2 separate regions of the Sus scrofa genome follow, and region 2 is linked to region 1. A link is a contact called in public Hi-C data. All regions are on one chromosome and are shown on one strand. The core of a region is the stretch at or near the end of the contact, and the rest is flanking DNA. Distances in the headings are between cores, read along the strand shown.

What was found. A called contact is a pair of places that touch in the nucleus more often than the background predicts.
Region 2: a contact with region 1 is called in a Hi-C map of liver, with 4 times the contacts expected there. The contact joins the promoter of RGS4 here to the enhancer-like site in region 1. A contact is called at or near these places in 11 of 47 Hi-C or Micro-C datasets (alveolar macrophages, brain, embryonic fibroblasts and 5 more) and 2 of 2 datasets of contacts at active chromatin or transcription factors (alveolar macrophages and skeletal muscle).

What each region holds. Positions count from the first base shown.
Region 1 is chr4:87,317,965-87,321,745 of Sscrofa11.1, forward strand. RGS5 (regulator of G protein signaling 5) reads left to right here. Exons shown (of 5, transcript NM_214356.1): 2 at 1,036-1,146. Among named protein-coding and RNA genes, the nearest start is that of RGS5, 33 kb to the left of the region's middle. Within about 2 kb of position 2,382, at least 4 of the 83 cell types and tissues checked have an H3K27ac peak or open chromatin away from gene starts, as enhancers often do. A contact at or near this core is called in alveolar macrophages, liver and omental adipose tissue, where this site is marked.
Region 2 is chr4:87,388,797-87,392,467 of Sscrofa11.1, forward strand. RGS4 (regulator of G protein signaling 4) reads right to left here and starts at 1,668. Exons shown (of 5, transcript NM_001185184.1): 1 at 1,506-1,668. The coding sequence starts at 1,549.

The DNA.
Region 1 (3,781 bases), core at 1,132-3,631:
GCTGAGTCTCAAGGGAATTTCTAACTCTCTCTGAAATCATATATGAAGTGCCAAGGTGACAGTGAAAGGACAGCATTTTGGGTCTCTCAATATGTAATGGCTGGTTTTATGGATTAATGCTTAAGATTTGCTTGATGCTCTTTGAAGTCAGACTCGTGATGAAATAATGGGTAACTCAGGAGGTTAGTTTTGATACTGATCATGAAACAGTTGAATCCTAGGACATAGAAGCGCTTGGAATTCTGACCACATCTATTCACTAAAATATTAAAGATAGAAAGGAATAGTATAATGCTGCTCTAGTCAGTCCACTGGTAACTAATACTCATCCTATGAAGACTTATTGCCTGTAAAACATGACAAGAGCCATTGTGGAAACAATGGGTAATAGATTGGAAAAAAAAAAAATCAAATCCATATAAATGTAGAACACTTTTTAGAGAAGTAAGCATCAATCAGAATAATTTAATATTATAGCTGGGAAGGGCTGAAGGAAACATCTAGATTTAATCTGTCATTTTACAGATGAGAGAACTGAGGTCTGGCAATGAAATGTGATTATTTTTTTCAAATGTTACATTTCTAATTAATGGCAGAGCTGGGACCAGAGCTCTCAGAAGACTGGTAAGCAATTCAGTGAGTTCCACCTTTGGACTCAAAAATCAGACAGCTTGGGGTCAAGTCCCCATCCCTATCACATACTGTCTGGCTTATTTTAAGCAAGTTATGTGAATTCTCTCTCATTGGTTTCTTCATCTAATGGGAAATGGGAATAATACTATAGTATCTGCCATATGTAACATGAAAGTATATGCATAAAACAATAATTAATATTTAAATGCATATTATCCAGAGACATAATAAGAACTTGATAAATGTTAGTAGATCTCAGGTATCCCAATTTTCACATCAGTACTCTTTCTGCCGCAGTAATGAAATGGCGTTTTGCTTATTTTTGTTTCTCTGACAAAGAAAGAAACCTCTTTTTTAGAACTTAATGCTTATATGGTGCATCTTGTACATCTTTCCTTTCAGGGCCAAGGAAATTAAGATCAAGTTGGGAATTCTCCTCCAAAAGCCGGAGTCTGCTGTTGACCTTGTCATTCCGTACAATGAGAAGCCGGACAAGCCAGTCAAGATCCAGAAGTGAGTCATGATTATGGATTCCATTCTTTTCCTCCAGAGGATGGCTACTTTTCAAGTGCATAGCACCATCCCTCCTCTGTAGAACTCCCTCCTTCAATTACTCATTGAGGATCATAAGAGTCCTCAGGGAGTTGGCTAGTAAATAGGGTTTTTTCTTCTTTAACTCTCCTGTGTTTGGAACATAATATTATTTACTGGGAGGATACTTAAAAAAAAATGAAGATGAGGTCTTATCTTGGGACATTGTTGGAGAGACAGACCATCTCTTATAAAAGAGTATCAGCCACCTCATAGGTTATTGACCACACGGAAATGTAGTTAGAAATAACTGTTCACTTGCTGTGTGTCCTTGAGTCAGGTAAGCTTTCCTGACCCAATTAATTATGATCCCTGGATGCTCACCTGCTCAGGAAGTAGTCAAGACTTCTTCTTTGGCAGGGAGATACAAGTGGGAACATTTCTCTCAGGAAGACGTGAAGATCAAGGCAGTCAATTTAAGTCTAATAGTTCCTTTTCTGAGATATTGTCCCTTCAGAGGTCCAAGGGAGAAAGAGAAGACTGTTCCTTGACAGAAGAATGAGGACTTGACCAGATACTTCTCTTTAATGCACATCAAGCTATTTTCCCCCAGCCCATAAATGAACATCCCTGACAGGACTTTTTCAGTCCTCTCCCACCACCCCACATGCTTCTATCAATTTAGGCACAGAGGGGACTACAATTCCCAAGATGTAAGATGTTACAGCCATGAATCCAGCTCACGCTGCATTGGCTGTACTCGCAATAACTCAATGCACAAAATTCACAGTGTTTGCTATTGTTCTGCTAGCTACACAGTCCAGCATTGACTAGACAAGTGCATTGCATCTTCCCTTCAACGCAGAGACACCCCTGAGAATCAGGAAAGGAGGGGGGGAAGAAAAGCCAAATGTATTAAAAACTCCTTCACTCTACTACCTAAGACCTTTGAGGAGATGACAGAAGTGTGGTAAAAATACCACACTTTAACCTCCCCTTTCAAGGCATCCCCTTTAACCTCAATTTCTTTTAAGATTTAACATTCATATAAATTGGCCAATCTTGCCTCCGAATAACCTTCAAATTAGTATAGCTGGTTGGGAGATAGAGAGACAGGTTATTCCTTTTAAATATTTTTTCATCAACCGAAGTGGATATTTCCCCTCTCTTCCTTTTATTACTTCAAAGTGATCCCAAAGCGGAAGTGAGGCATAATTGGGTTTTCTGGGTTTAGGAAAGAGAAACTAAAATTCAACGTGGAGTGGCAGGCACCAGGCACTGGTAGAGAGTAAGAACCACATTTCATAATAGCGAAAGATCAAAAAGTCTATTTCGAAATAAACAGTGTGGTTGTTATTGATCTGTTGGAATTAACTTTTAAAAAATAAATATAGTGCTTTGTTTCCTGCTTTGATTCTCTGCTTTAATATCCCACACAGACACTTGAACTATTTGGCTCAATAGGGATTCAGAGAGAAGCAGTTTTGGAAGAAAACCTGGGGCTGACATTTATTGGATTATTATTTTTTTTTCTTGCCTTCCACCCACCCCCTTCCTTTGAGGAGTTTGAATTGTTTAGGAAAAAAATCCATCTTTTCCTGTGAGAATATTTGTGTGTCTCATTTTTAACAGTGGCCACTACAAAGCTTTCCCATCTTCTTCCAAACTCCTAAATCCCATTTCACCACCTCATATTTGGCAAATTTCCATGCCTTTTAACTGGCAGAAAAAGACTGTCTTGCATGAGCTCAATTGATTTCTCCTCTCCTCACTTTAAAGTTTCTCTGTATTTTTTTTGCCCATGTTCTTCTCAAGGAGAAGAAAATAAACCTCAGAGGAGAAAATAGACCTTCTCCGGATAGAAGGTATTTTTAGCTCCTCTCATCTTTTTTTAAAAAGCAATCCCTTCTTTAAAAAGCATTTTCTCTTTTTTTAAATACATTTTTATTCTTCTCATTTAAAAAACAAAAACAAAAACCAAACCATTGAAAAATAGAAAAAACTTTCCTATATCTCTACTGCCTAAAGCCAGATGCAGTTACTATTTTAGTGTTATTAACTGCTCGTTTTCCCTCTGGACCGTCTTCCACCAGAACAAACAAATACGATTTCCACTCTGAAAAACATTCTCCCAGCCGCTCACCTCTTCTATTCCATCCCTTCCTCTTGCTCTCACTGCATAATTTTAGAAATGGAAAGTCACTGCTTTCAATTTCATCTTTAACTCCCTTTATCACGTTTAAACCTTACTATCTCACTGAAATTGTCGTCACTAAGGGCTACCTCCTGCTTCATGGGCAGCATTGGGCTCTGCTCACCACTTGACCTCCTTAAAACTCTCCTCCTTAATGTCTCACCTTAAATTCTCCCATAAGGGCTCCCACTTTTGCCCATGCTCTCTACGTGAGCATTCCCTCAGGCTCTGCTCTGTGTCCTCACAATAAACAATAAACATATTACTAAACCATACAAGTTTAGCTTGCAATGGCTGTCATCATGGCTCATAATATAATCAATTGCAAAATTCTCAGGAGCTGATGATATGTTTATAGTTTATCTTATATGTTAGACGTTCTTTTTCTATGTGTAGAAGTCACTAATTTTTAACTACATTTTT
Region 2 (3,671 bases), core at 418-2,917, 70 kb after region 1:
CTACACTTGTCCTTATAACACAATACAACCCTAGAAATAAAAACCAACATGACTCCAGTGACCTCTGAAGTAAGAAACCTAGATTTTACCACTCTCTGCCACCCACCACCTATGTGACCTTGAGCTGCTCACATTCTCTCTGGAGCCTCAGGCACCAGTGTCAGAATGAAGGTGTTGGACAAGATGATTCACAGTTCACCAGCAAGGAAAGGGAAGAGCAGTTTACCTGCCGACACTGAGTGTACCTTGCCAGGTTAGCCTCTGAGCTCCTTGAGGGTAAAGCTCTAGAGCAATTACTCATCTGTCTCCTGAAATATTTACCAGAACAAAACTTTCTCCTGACACTCCTGTATTTTATATGATTAATTTTATATATGAGGCAACTGAAGCTTGGAGTAATTTGTTCCATTCAGTTCAGGAAATTAATGGTGAAGGTCAGAACCTCTGTTTTCATAGGTACTCTCTGCCAGACACTCCTGCTTCATTGTAAAGCAGCCGTGGCAGAATGAAAAAGAAAAAAGAGAGTATTTTTCCTATTCCTGCATAACAGGAAGTAAATTGCTTAGGACTGCACAAAAGACTGTGCTTTCCAAAATAATTCTAAATTGAAATTTAAGGTGATTTCTATTTGCAGAGGAACAAGACAGGGGATGGTACATCTACAAATTGACTTTTTAACTTTTAACTGTAAGATTAAGTAACGTAATATGCACTAGCTTTGTATTTTTTTAACTAGAAAACATATGAGCATTCTCTGAAAGCATTTGTGTATACCTTTTTATAAAAAAATGACATAAATAGTTGCATATCTTTTTCTTTTTTTAAATGAAGAGATGAAACATTGACAAAACAATGTCTTAAAGATGAGATTTTTTTACAGAGCCCTTCACTGATTTGTTGTGATCAATACTTCTCAACCACCACTCACATATGACATTTCAAGAACTAGAGGCAGAGGCAGAAAGAGAATAGACATATACTTTTGAAACTTATTTTATTGTAGCATTTGCTTTTAAGAACATGAGGCAAAAGATACTGCAGCATCACACAGACAGCATAGTGCTTTTCTGGTGATGTAGTCAAACTTCATTCTGGGGTGTCCTTCTCAAAATGAAATCTAGTATACCATCAGAAAGCCCAGAACCATGATTCTAAGTAGCTCAGTGACATTCAAATAACAGTAATCACAGGTAGAGGTATTGCAGACTGCTGTATAAAGCCCAAAAACCTTATATCACTTCTCAATTTGAACAAGCTTGGCCAGAGGAACTGAACAGTCCTCCAAACCAAGGTCATACACAGCAACACATGAGTTCCAAATTTGGGGGAGAACACTTTCCAAGTCACAATTTCTAGCTAGTCTTGGAGGAAAGCTAGGAGGCTCAGGCTTTCCTGACCACACTGTTTCTAACTCTAAACAACCAGGTTAGTAAATAGGATACGCACATAACTAAAAAAGTCTATCTGAAAGTTTAACACGGTTTAGTGCGTGAAAATCATCTTACCTCCTCAAGCAAGAAGCCGGCAGACCTGCGAGTCCTTTGCACATCTTGTGAAGTGTGGGATTCACGTTAGGAAAGAAATGCAGCAGGAGGAGCTGTGGCTTCTGTTTTGAGCGCACTTTGCCTTTTCTCCCGGAAAGCTACTGTCAGAATCCTCTGAGCTTCTCCCTCCCAAGCCTGTAGGGGTCTCTTTTATAGCCCAGCCACGATGGTCCAGCCAATCAGAGGGCAGTTCTGCAATGCCATCTCCTCTCAGCCTACTTCTGCCTCTCCAGCCTCTGGAAGAGATAAGGAAGAAAGCACTGACGCAATAATGCAAAGTGAGCAGGCAGAAAAATCCTTCTGCAAAGTAGACATGCAGAAAATAAAAACTTGCTTGATGTCTCCATGAATGTCTGAGGTTTTGAATTCCCTGAAAAGGAAAATAGAAATTTATGATGCTACAAAAAATGGGGTTTATTCATTTGCCTGTAAAAACAATGTCAAAGAAACTTGCCTCCTGGAAGGCAAGGGGCCAGCCAGAGGTCATGGGCTTACTTTGAGACTGACTCTCAATGCACTTCCTATTTTGCGTTGGAAATATTATACCATACATGATCCAAAATGTGATCTTCACTGTTTCCAAAAGGGAGGGGGTAGGATCTTTGTTTCCAGGAAAGGGTTTACAGAATTTGCTTTCATGGTTGTCACATTCACACAGGGAATAGCTAGATGATAGACAGTTATATGCCTGGCAACATAGACAACTAGTTTAGAGAAAATAGATTAGCTACATATGTAATCAGCCTGACTGTGGAATACTCTTCTAAAACTCTTACTAAGAAAAAGATTCAGTCAAGCACTGACAATCTCTTTTGTACATGCATGCCTCCTGCAAAAGCTTCCAAACAGCAGCTTGAAGACAAGAGGAGGGAGTTAATAAACAAATATAGACACCTATTCTTATTTTCAAGTGGGTTTAAATCTTATTATATCTTATGCAATTCTAGGTATTCAAACTAGTATTTCAAAATATTGAGAAAGAGTGAGACAGAGAGAGAAGAAAAAATATGTATTTTGTTTTTCATGTTACCAGGGCTCACAGTGAAAATAAAAATTTCCAACCCCACAGGTGCTTCTGAACACCTAGTATCTTTTGTACACAATATGATGGATTGAATATTTCAAAGAATCATGCAGGTGTTTCACAACCTGTAGTTGTAGCTCAAATACTCACATCAGAGTTATAGAGGGATCTTCTCCATGTAGAAAGGCTATGAGTGGGGGGAGGAGAAAATTAATTGCTATGTCAGAACTCAACAGCTTTCTTTTTTGTTTCTGTTTTTGTTTTGCTTTTTAGGGGTGCACTCAGGCACATGGAGGTTCCCAGGCTTGGGATCTAATCGGAGCTATAGCTGCTGGCCCACGCCACAGCCACAACAATACCAGATCTGAGTTGTGTCTACAACCACACCACAGCTCACAGTAACACCAAATCCTTAACCCACTGAGCAAGGCCAGGGAGTGAACCCAGAACCTCATGGTTCCTGGTCAGATACATTTCTGCTGTGCCACAATGGGAACTCCTACTAAACAGCTTTCATTTTTAAAGCAGAAAGGACCTGATTATAAGATACAGTGAGTTGTACTTTACATATAAGAAGCTGAGTCATCTAATGGTTAGGTGAGGAAGATGAAAAATAAATGGGTTCCAGAAAGATGCAAAGGCATCCAAGAATATAGAAGGGAAAGCGGTAAAGAGCAATGCCCCCATCACATACATAACATCCCTCACTACCCTCACCTGTGCCCCAATCCCTATCTGTGCCTGCAGAGCAAGAAGATGGCAGAGAAATATAAAAAGATGTTGGGAAACATGATCTCCAGAAAATGCATTTAAATGACAGGAAAAAAAAATCTTTGATTTTCTCCTGTGAAGATAGGGGGAAACATGTATTAGATTTGCTACTGGACAACTTTTCTTTGAAGTACAACATAGAACAAATGAATTTATTTGTGAAGTCAACAGCCATATTTGGTGGTGATGTGGAAGGGACTATAGTGCAAAATAACAGGCCAAGGAAGGTAGAGCCAGGGAGATGGACCAGTCAGATGGCATTAAAAAGGAGAGACTAATGAAAAAAGAGAGGAGATTATCCAAAGATGGACCTACGCCTTCTCTGCTTACCT